Regions from separate parts of the Mus musculus genome. Here region 2 is linked to region 1. The links are chromatin contacts, called in public promoter capture Hi-C maps. All regions are on one chromosome and are shown on one strand. The core of a region is the stretch at or near the end of the contact, and the rest is flanking DNA. Distances in the headings are between cores, read along the strand shown.

Region 1 (4,597 bases), core at 1,547-4,046:
CTGGACTATCTTCCATGATGGCCTCTGGGGGGGGGGCCCTCCCAACACTGGCTTTTTTTTTCAGGCAGAGCTAAGAGTATAGCAGGTATTTCTCGTGTGTGAGGTTGGGGGCAGTTTGGAGGCAGCAATTCTACAGACCAATCTTCTGCCTCACCTCTCCCAGCTACCTCATGTCCAGTCCCCTTGTGGCCACCACCATATCTGTTCCTTACTTCCTACTATGAGTGGCTTGGGAACCTTCCAAGGATGAAGAGATGCCCCTATTGGCTTCCTCTACCTCTCTGGCTGGCTGTCCTGGCCCTGTCTATCACAAGTAGGGCACCTCAGATTCTCTAGACCAGGCTCTGAATGAGCCTGGCCTCAGCCTGCTGGTCTGATGGCCACTCCTGCATTCCCCTGTACTGGTTACTTCCCTGGGATCCATAACCTTTCAAAATTGTCTTCTTCTTGGGTTCCTCTGAGGACTTTCTTCCATTGGAATTTTTCTCCCAAGCCTGGGACTTGACATGACCAAGATCTAATCACCCAGGGCATGCTCAGTAAAGTTTCTGGTGAATGAATGGCATGGCCTACAGCCATGGATGAGCCTCAAGAAGCAGCATACCAGTTCTAGGCACCCCTCAGCTGCCCAATGCCGCCTGTTCCTCCACCTCCAGCCAACCCCTCTGCAGCTGAGGGAGGGAAGAAGAAGCTAGGATCTCTCAGCTAATAGGAGGTTTCAGGCACTTCCAACCCTACCCAGAAGCAGCTGTGCCTGGCTCCAGATGTGGCAACTTCAGTGACTCCAATAAGAGATCAATGGTCTCTTCTTGCAGTTACACTGCAAGGTTGCCAGGGTATATTCACTTCCCCTGTTGGATAGATGGGGAAAGTGAGGCTCAGAGAGAGTATGTCTTGCCTTGAGTCACAGAATAAGTCAGGAGCGGAGCCCGACTAGAGCTCAAGTCTGCTTTGCAGTCTGCTGCCAAGATGCCCTGGGATTTGTTCTGGGGTTACTGTGTCTGTGGTGTGTGTGCCCCTGGATCTCTGAAACCATCTTCATATATGATCAAGGTCAAGGAAGAAGTCAAGGTCATCTTCAATTGCACAGAGAGACACATTGAAAATCGGAGAGCGTCAACAATTTACTCAATGTTGCTCAGAAAGCAGGCGATAGAGCTGACACTCTAACCCTGGCTTCCAGTCCCTGTCTGTCCTGCAGGGACCTCCTGAACCTGTGCTCCTTCCCACGACAGAGTCCTTTGCTGCCCAAGCTGAAGATGGCTCCCAGGTTTGACCACCTCTATCTGTGTTATCAGTGAGGCAGACCTAGAGCCTGTGAGCTCAGATGTTCAAAATTCCTCCCTATTGGCTAAGTCCCTGTCAACATAGACCCGATACATGGACTTCAGCAAACACTGGAGCTACTGACCCTATGCAGAAAGAGATGGGACAAATGGGAAGACTTAACATGCGTGCCCTATTAGGTTCTCTGGACAAACTCACCAGCCCTCACTAAGTGGAACAAGGGACTTTGAAAACCAGCAGACGCTATTCTTCATTTTTGAGAGCTGAACTTTCCAGACATCTGGAAATATCACCTGGGATGTCGGGATGGCCCCTGCTCACTGACCTCATGACATCATGAGTGATGCTACCCAGAATAGACCCAGAACCTCCAGGGCCCAGGCCTTCCTATGCCAAGAGCATAGAATTGTTCAGGGCCACAGTTGCTCCCCTACACTTGCCATCCATACAGGGGGAAGGGATACTGTTTCTAGGTAAACAGCAGCCCACTCTCCTGATGAGTTTGTCCAGGGGACCTAATGGGGCACATTAACATGTCTTCTCATCTGTCACACCTCTTCCCACATAGTCCTTACAAGGACAGTGGTCATGTTCTTGAGCGTTTTCAAACCTTGCAGATTCCTTGTCCTTGACCTACCCTGTAGACAGCCCAGCTGTTTAGCACACTGCTCTCTCTGAGCCCTATCTTCCACTCTTCTGTTCTTGCTCTCTTATGGGACACAAATGCAGTTCCTCCATATCAGAGATAACCTCAATCTCTGTTCAGGTACGGACAGAGAGGGCCAGAGACTTTCCAAGGTCATAGCAGGCTGGAATGGAAACCATGGGTGCTCCCTCGAACTTTTCGGTCATTGCCTGCCCGCTCCTACCATATACCAGGTCACCTCCAACCATGGGGAGACAAAGGAACGTGCTTGCTGACTGAAAAAAAAGTCTTTCTTAATACCAATGTGACTTGTACCTCAGTTGAATCTCTAACGGCCAACAGAGGAACAGACACACTGAATCACACTCCGAAGGATAAATGTCCCTGCCCTGCTCTTTTTCCTTCACAGAGATCTGGCGAAGAAACCGAGACTCAGAAAGAGGGGCAGCTTGCTTCAGGTCCTCCAGCATCACATCGTGATATGGAGCCCCAAGCCCCACGTGCTGACCTTGGAGCACTGAACCCACCTGGTTTGCGAGTTGTCTTGGGAGGTCCCCAAGCTGGCCCCCTGCTGCTGATCATCTCTGCTGTCAGGCATGTTGGAGTCCCTGGACAGACAGCAGTATCCTGCTTCAGAACCGCGTGGCATCTGCTGTGTGCATTCACCGAAGACAGTGCGGTCTCCCACAGTGAGAGGCTGGCCTTGAGGGGGCAGCGGGGGGCGGGCATGGGGCTGAGGTGGGCGGTGCCTGAAGTGACCCGGAGGGCCCCATTTCCTCTCTGTTTTCAGAAGCTCAGAATGTTCCTAGGCAGTAAATTGCTCAGGACTAAAACTTTCCTTTTCTTCCTGGTTTTTCCGCTGCATTCAAGATGAGGAGAATTTCAATGAAGCCAGCCTTCATTTTTATGCAAATTGGCCCCCAGTTCTCCCAGAAGGTCTAGCCAATGGGCTTAGGACTTCTAGGCCCTCAGAAAACCTCTTTACTGTCTTTAAAGGGACACTTTGGAGCAAAGGGGGTTCCCAACACAAATCCAGACTGAGCCTGAGATGGCTGCTGGCCCCAAAGTCCAGCTTCAGCGTGTGTAGCCTCAACATGAACAGATGAATGCAACCCAGGAAGGTTTGCCCCAGTCCCTGGCTCTAGATCCTGTACTGGACACAACAGGAGAGCCACAGCCCCTGCCCACAAAGAGCCCAGTATTGTGAGGACAAGAAAGTGGAATTTCCAATAAAGAGGACTACTGTATAGCTCATAGAAGCATCTACACTAAACAGGCATGAGAGAGAACCCCAAAATGGGGCCATTTGGGGACACCTAGACAGAAGCAAGGGTTTGCCCCTTTAGTTTAAGGAGGAAAGCCTAGTTGGCAGGCAGCCATGAACAGAGAGGCAGGAAATGCACAGGGCAGGCGCTTTTCTCTGAATACCAGAGAGATCCTCTAAGGTGAACTATATATTCATTCCTGTGACTTCCATAATTAAAACAAAGTAAAACAACTATAATCCAGATGGCTTAGAGGAACAAAAATGCATTCTCTCATCCTTCTGGAGGCCAGAGGCCTGAAATCCAGGTGTGAAAGGATCATGGAAGACTGCTGGCCTCTGCCCTAGTTTCTTCAGGTCAGTGCCCCTGCTTGTCCAACTTGGCTTTTACATGCAGTGTCCGTGTCCCCCCTACTCTTCCATGGTTGGCTTCCCCTCTGTCTACATCTCTGTTTCCTTAGAAGGCCATCAAGCATCAGACTAAGGTCCATAGCAATCCTGTATGAATTTATCTTAGCTGATTACACCTGCATAAACCCCATTTCCAAATAAGGCTACTCTCTGATGCTCTGGGAGGAGCATCATTTGGGGGAGACAAAACTTAGTGCAAATTTTGGCAGAGATTCTTATTGTCATTGGGAGAAATCAAGGTTCCCTTTTTGGGTCAATGGTCTTGTTAATAAAGAATTTAAATAGACACAAAAGGAAGCCTGAGAACAATTTTATTATAATTTGGGAGAAAAACAACATGGCAGGTAAGGTTAAAAAATATATATAATATTATATACATATATGTATATATATAAATATGTATATGTGTATGTGTATATATATATATATATATATGTGTGTGTGTGTGTGTGTGTGTGTGTGTCTGTGTGTCTGTGTGTCTGTGTGTCTGTGTGTGTATCCTGACATCTGCCAGAGGAGGGAGATGGAAAGTCAAGTGTAAGTTAAGTATGAGGGTCAGAGAAACAGTGAGTGGTGAAGCAAGCATATTTAGGTTTTTGCCTGGCATCTGAAAAACAGACCAGGAGAAGGAAAAAGAAAAATGGCTGTGGATCTGAATTCATAAGGTTCTATGGGGTTCCTGCAAGCTCTACTGCCACCAGTGGAATGAACCACAAGCAGTAAGAAGAAAACCTACCTCAACATGACTTAGTTAGCTGGGCTGGTTCAACCTTCTAGAGTCCGACCCTAAGCAGTTTATTTTTGGTCTATTTAAACACAGTTCCTGGACCAGTTAGAACTTTGGGGAAAGTTTCCTCCTGACAGTTAACACAACAAAGCTTAAGGCATAACTACATCTAAAGGCCGTTGTAAAGCTCATGTCTTTTACAAAGTAGCTGTGACCTCTTCCACAAGAATACCTTCAATTGCCTGAGAAACAACAGGGGAGA
Region 2 (4,597 bases), core at 1,481-3,980, 960 kb before region 1:
CAGACATATATCTTCAAGTACCCTTGAAGGAGATCCACGATTCAAAGCAAATGTCTTCGTTTTCTAGAAGCCATGGGATGACTTAACATCAGTTGTTCTGAATACCGTTTTATGGTGAGGCATTCTGCTAAATGCTAGAAAGGCAACTACTGTAGGTAGCTACTGAAATATGTATTTATATGAATATATCATTGGTAAAGAGCCAAACTAAGCAAAGTATGACTCATCATAAATGTTCTCTAACTGTCCTTGCATTATTGGGTGGTTTTAATAATGTATACATAAAATGAATTGCTATTTAGATTCTTCTCAAAGCCATTACAAAACCCTCAATTAGCAAAGGTTTACATTCTAGCAAATTAATTATCCTTCACCTTCCTGTCGATAGGGTGAGGAATTACTTTTAAGTAAATAGACAGAGGAAGATTTTACTATCTTTAAAGGGTAAAGCAAACGCTCTTAGTAAATGCTTTTTCTCCCCCTCCGGACCTTGAAATATCGCCAAGATCATCTCTGATTAAGATCACAAATGGAAGACTCAGTAAAGGATTTCACGAGTGATTGAACCGGAAGAAGTCTTAGAAATCATAAAAATGTCTTCATTTTACAGATGGAGCACAAGTTTTAAAGAAAAAACCAAAACTGCTTCAATCAAAGGAGGCCAACTGAAAAGGAAACGACAATGTCTTCATGGAATTCTAAACAGTCCATGACCTTTAGCACCGCTCTGGAAGCTGGCCTTACCATGCATCACATCCCTTGTTATCTCTGTGTACCCGAGGAATCATTGTCAGACCCAGGAATGGAAATAAAAAAACAAACAAACAAACAAAACCACCAGGCTGGCCTTGAACTCAGAAATCCACCTGCCTCAGCCTCCCGAGTGCTGGGATTAAAGGCGTCTGCCACCACACCCGGCTCACTTTTTTTTTTTTTTTTTTTTTGAGACCACAGAGATATCTGCCTGTCTCTGCCTCCCGAGTGATGGGATTAAAGGCTTGTCCTATCACACTCTGACTAGAAGCCAAACTTCTGAATGTTGAACACTTTACACATGTAGGCTGAACTCTCTTGGAATGGATGCTGGCTGAATGAGGGCAAGCCACATTTGTTAAGTTCCTTAACGGAGTTCTTTATTTCACAAGCAAAAGTACTTGTTGAGAGATATAAAAATGCTTGCCTACAAGAGTTCCAATTGATCATGTGATTTTTAAAAAAAGATTTATTTTTTTTATTATATGTAAATACACTGTAGCCATCTTTAGACACACCAGAAGAGGGCATCAGATCTCATTAGGGATGGTTGTGAGCCACCATGTGGTTGCTGGGATTTGAACTCAGGACCTTCAGAATGAAGAACAGTCAGTGCGCTCTAAGCCATCTCTACCTACTAAGCCATCTCATCAGCCCCGATCATATGATTTTTAAAGAAACAATTCCCTACATTATCAGCTTTCTTACTTTGCTCTAGAACAAAGTACTCTTCGATCTCAAAAACTGGAAATACGCTTTAAATGTGATTTAATCTCAACTATCCAAGGAATTCAGTTTCATTTACTTTTTTTCTGTAAGGCCAGTCGACTTTATACAATCTTTCAGGTTCCCCAGTAAACAACCAGAATGAGACTATTTACTTGAGACTGACTCTCTCCCCATTTAGAAAAGTGCTTTCTTCTGTTGTCACATACAGAATGTTACGAATCCATCAGTGAAATAAAGGAAGGGTTGCAGACAACCCTCAGTATTATCTTTTTCACACCAAAGCGTCAAAGGTGACAAACTTTTAAAGGAAACTTCACCCTATAAATGCAAACACACACCCTTAGTTGTCTCAGTGACTCCGATGTTGCATTTAGTTGTTTTCCAAGACCTACTCCCGAGGGTCATGGCCCAGAATTTTCTGATGACCACACTCGGTGCTTTCAGATGTTTAAACCATTACCGCATGCATCTCTCTGTGAACCGTTCCGAGGGCTGGAACCCCGTCTGGAATTCTGCTTGCTGAGAACTAAAGATTTTTCACAGACCTGGGAACCCCACTTGGCATATTTCCCGGGCCTGAAAGAGGCTTGGTCAAGGCTTGGAGGAGGTGCTAGGAGGAGGGTGGCTGAGGCAGGGTGTGTGTGAACGGCGAGCGAAGTCGAGTTTGGGGAGAAGGCAGCGGTGGAGCCAAAGGGACCCAAACGGCCAAGAGGAGCAGACAGAGCTGGGAAAGACCGGCGACCCTGATTCGGACAGGAAAGGAGACAGAAAGGGGGCGCAGGAAATCCGCACTAAAGAAAGAAGAAACTGCGGAGGAGGAAGTCGCCCCTGGAAGGGGAGGGGCGAAGGGGAAGCGAGCACCGAGCGCTAGCACTTTCGAGAGCCTGTGGCGGGTGCCTCCCTACCTGAAGCGCTCCTGCCCCGCCGTGTCCCAGAGCTGCAGCTTGATCCTCTTGCCCGGCTCAATCTCCAGCAGGCGCGAGAAGAAGTCCACGCCGACTGTGGGGTCGCAGGCGGGGGAGTGCAGCCCTGGGAAGCGGCCCTGGGTGAAGCGGTGCAGAAGGCACGACTTGCCCACCGTGGAGTCTCCGATCACAATAAGGCGGAACTGATAGATCCAAATAGTCTCCATCGCCTACGTGCCCCGTGCGCTCAGGAGCAAGTTCTGCCTAAGGAACTGTCCCTTCAGCACCTACGCGGCGCGCGCCCGCCCGCTTCCAGCATCTTCCTGCGGCTGCGGCCGCCGCCTGGTAGCCGCCCTCTGGGGAAGGAGGGGCGGGGCCGCGGGCAGGGGGCGTGGACTTGGTCTGATTGGGGTGGGGCTTGAGAGTGAGGGCGGGGCCACGAGTTTGGAAGGGACCGTAGGTAGGGGTGTGATCGTGAGTTGGGGGCGGGAACCTAACTTGCAGAGCAGCTGCGTCGGGCAGGGGGCCGGGCCCCAGCTGTAAGGGGAGGGAACTGACGTTGTAGAGGCGGGTCATTGGTCGTGCGGGGGCGGGGCCTCTAACTAGAGGGGCGCGGCGAGAGCGTCGGCTGAGGGGATAGGGAAGTAGCAGAACTCTAGACGACCTTAGCGTATTCTAGTGCAGATCTTGCTGGAAATGGACAAGGAATGGGTGTGGCGAAAGGATGTGACAGCAATAGCAACCAATGAAAATGTACTCAAGGGCTAAACTCCAGAAAGGTCAGCCAATGGGAAGTGAGAGTCATTTTCTCTCACGCATCTGCGAAGGCTCTCTTCAGACTAAGACCCTAGTTTTGAAAGTCAGTCAGGCTTCTGTATGTGGATTCGTGGTGTCCGGGTTCTCAGAAGATTCCAGTTGACAGTTTCCTCTGAAGAAAACAAATTTGCAGAACTAGTTCTGATAGTTTCTGTTAAGGATTGCCTGTTGCTGTTTGCCACAGCGTTTTCAGGATGGTTCTAGCCCTATGCTCGTTGGGGCCCTTCAGCCTGGGAAAAACTTAAAATGTTGAGAAGCTCATACGAGTCATCATTATTCTCGGTCTATAGCTGCCCTCTGCTTGCGTATGACCAAAGACCTAATAAACGAAGCGTAATTTAAATGTTGGTGAGACCTTACTGTGTTCTCTTCTGGACTGGGATGTAGCCCCCAGGTGGTAGAGTTGCCTAGCAACATGAAACCCTGGGTTTAGTCCCCAACTCCGCATAAAACAAATATGGTGGCCCACGGTTATTATTCCACCACATGGGGCTCGAGGATCAGAAGTTTAAGATTATATCCTGTAACTCTCTGTGTCAGCTACACAGAGGACAGAGGCAGATGGATTTCTCAGTTCAAGACCAGCCTGGTCTACAGAGTGAGTTCCAGGACAGCTAGGACTGTGCAAATTTCTTGCCAACCATTTCATTCTTTTCTTGCAACATCTAACTATCACACTCATCCTTAATTCCTTTCTTTGTTTTGGAGGAAGAAGCGTGACTTTCAGAGAACTCTTCTTTCCTCTGCCATGCATCTTTAGGCCCCTGTCTGCAATTAGTCAATCTTTATTTTATGTGGTATGTATCTTGTCTCCCTTCTACAATTGTTCTTCCTTCCTTCCTTCCTTCCTTCCTTCCTTCCTTCCTTCCTTCCTTCCTACTTTCCTTCCTTCCTTCCTTCCCCCTCTTTCTTCCTCCCTCCTTCCTGTTTATTTATTTATTATTTTTGTTTTGTTGAGACAGGGTTTTTTATGTACCCCTGGCTATCCTAGAACTAGTGTTGTCAACCAGATTGGTCTCGAACTCACAAAGATCCGCCTGCCTCTGCATCCCTAGCGCTGGGCTTAAAAGAGTGCACCACCACCACCACCACCACCTGGCTCTACTATTAGTTTCTACTCCTCTGCCTACAACCATATTTGAGTGTTCTCAGTCCTAAAGCTAATTAATCAGAACCCCCTCGGTGATGTTTCTTTGCTTCCACCATCTTGTTCCTTTTCACGTATTCAAAAGAGCCCTCCTCCCTCATTTCTTGTCCACAAGACTATCTTTAACAAACCTTCATACACTTTCTATGCCGCAGACTCTCATGAAACAATTGTTTCAGATAACTGTGCATGAGACCCCCTAATTATCAGATTCAACCTACCTGTTCTCATCATTCTCACCTCTGAC

The links. Promoter capture Hi-C pulls out the DNA fragments that hold promoters and counts their contacts.
Region 2: a contact with region 1 is called in a promoter capture Hi-C map of embryonic stem cells, with 3 times the contacts expected there. The contact joins the promoter of Rab39 here to the promoter of Acsbg1 in region 1. A contact is called at or near these places in 2 of 39 promoter capture datasets (embryonic stem cells and liver).

Annotation. Positions count from the first base shown.
Region 1 is chr9:54,659,089-54,663,685 of GRCm38.p6, forward strand. Acsbg1 (acyl-CoA synthetase bubblegum family member 1) reads right to left here and starts at 2,797. Exons shown (of 14, transcript NM_053178.2): 1 at 2,461-2,797. The coding sequence starts at 2,582.
Region 2 is chr9:53,703,502-53,708,098 of GRCm38.p6, forward strand. It overlaps Rab39 (RAB39, member RAS oncogene family), which reads right to left and starts at 2,731. Exons shown (of 2, transcript NM_175562.3): 1 at 2,388-2,731. The coding sequence starts at 2,614.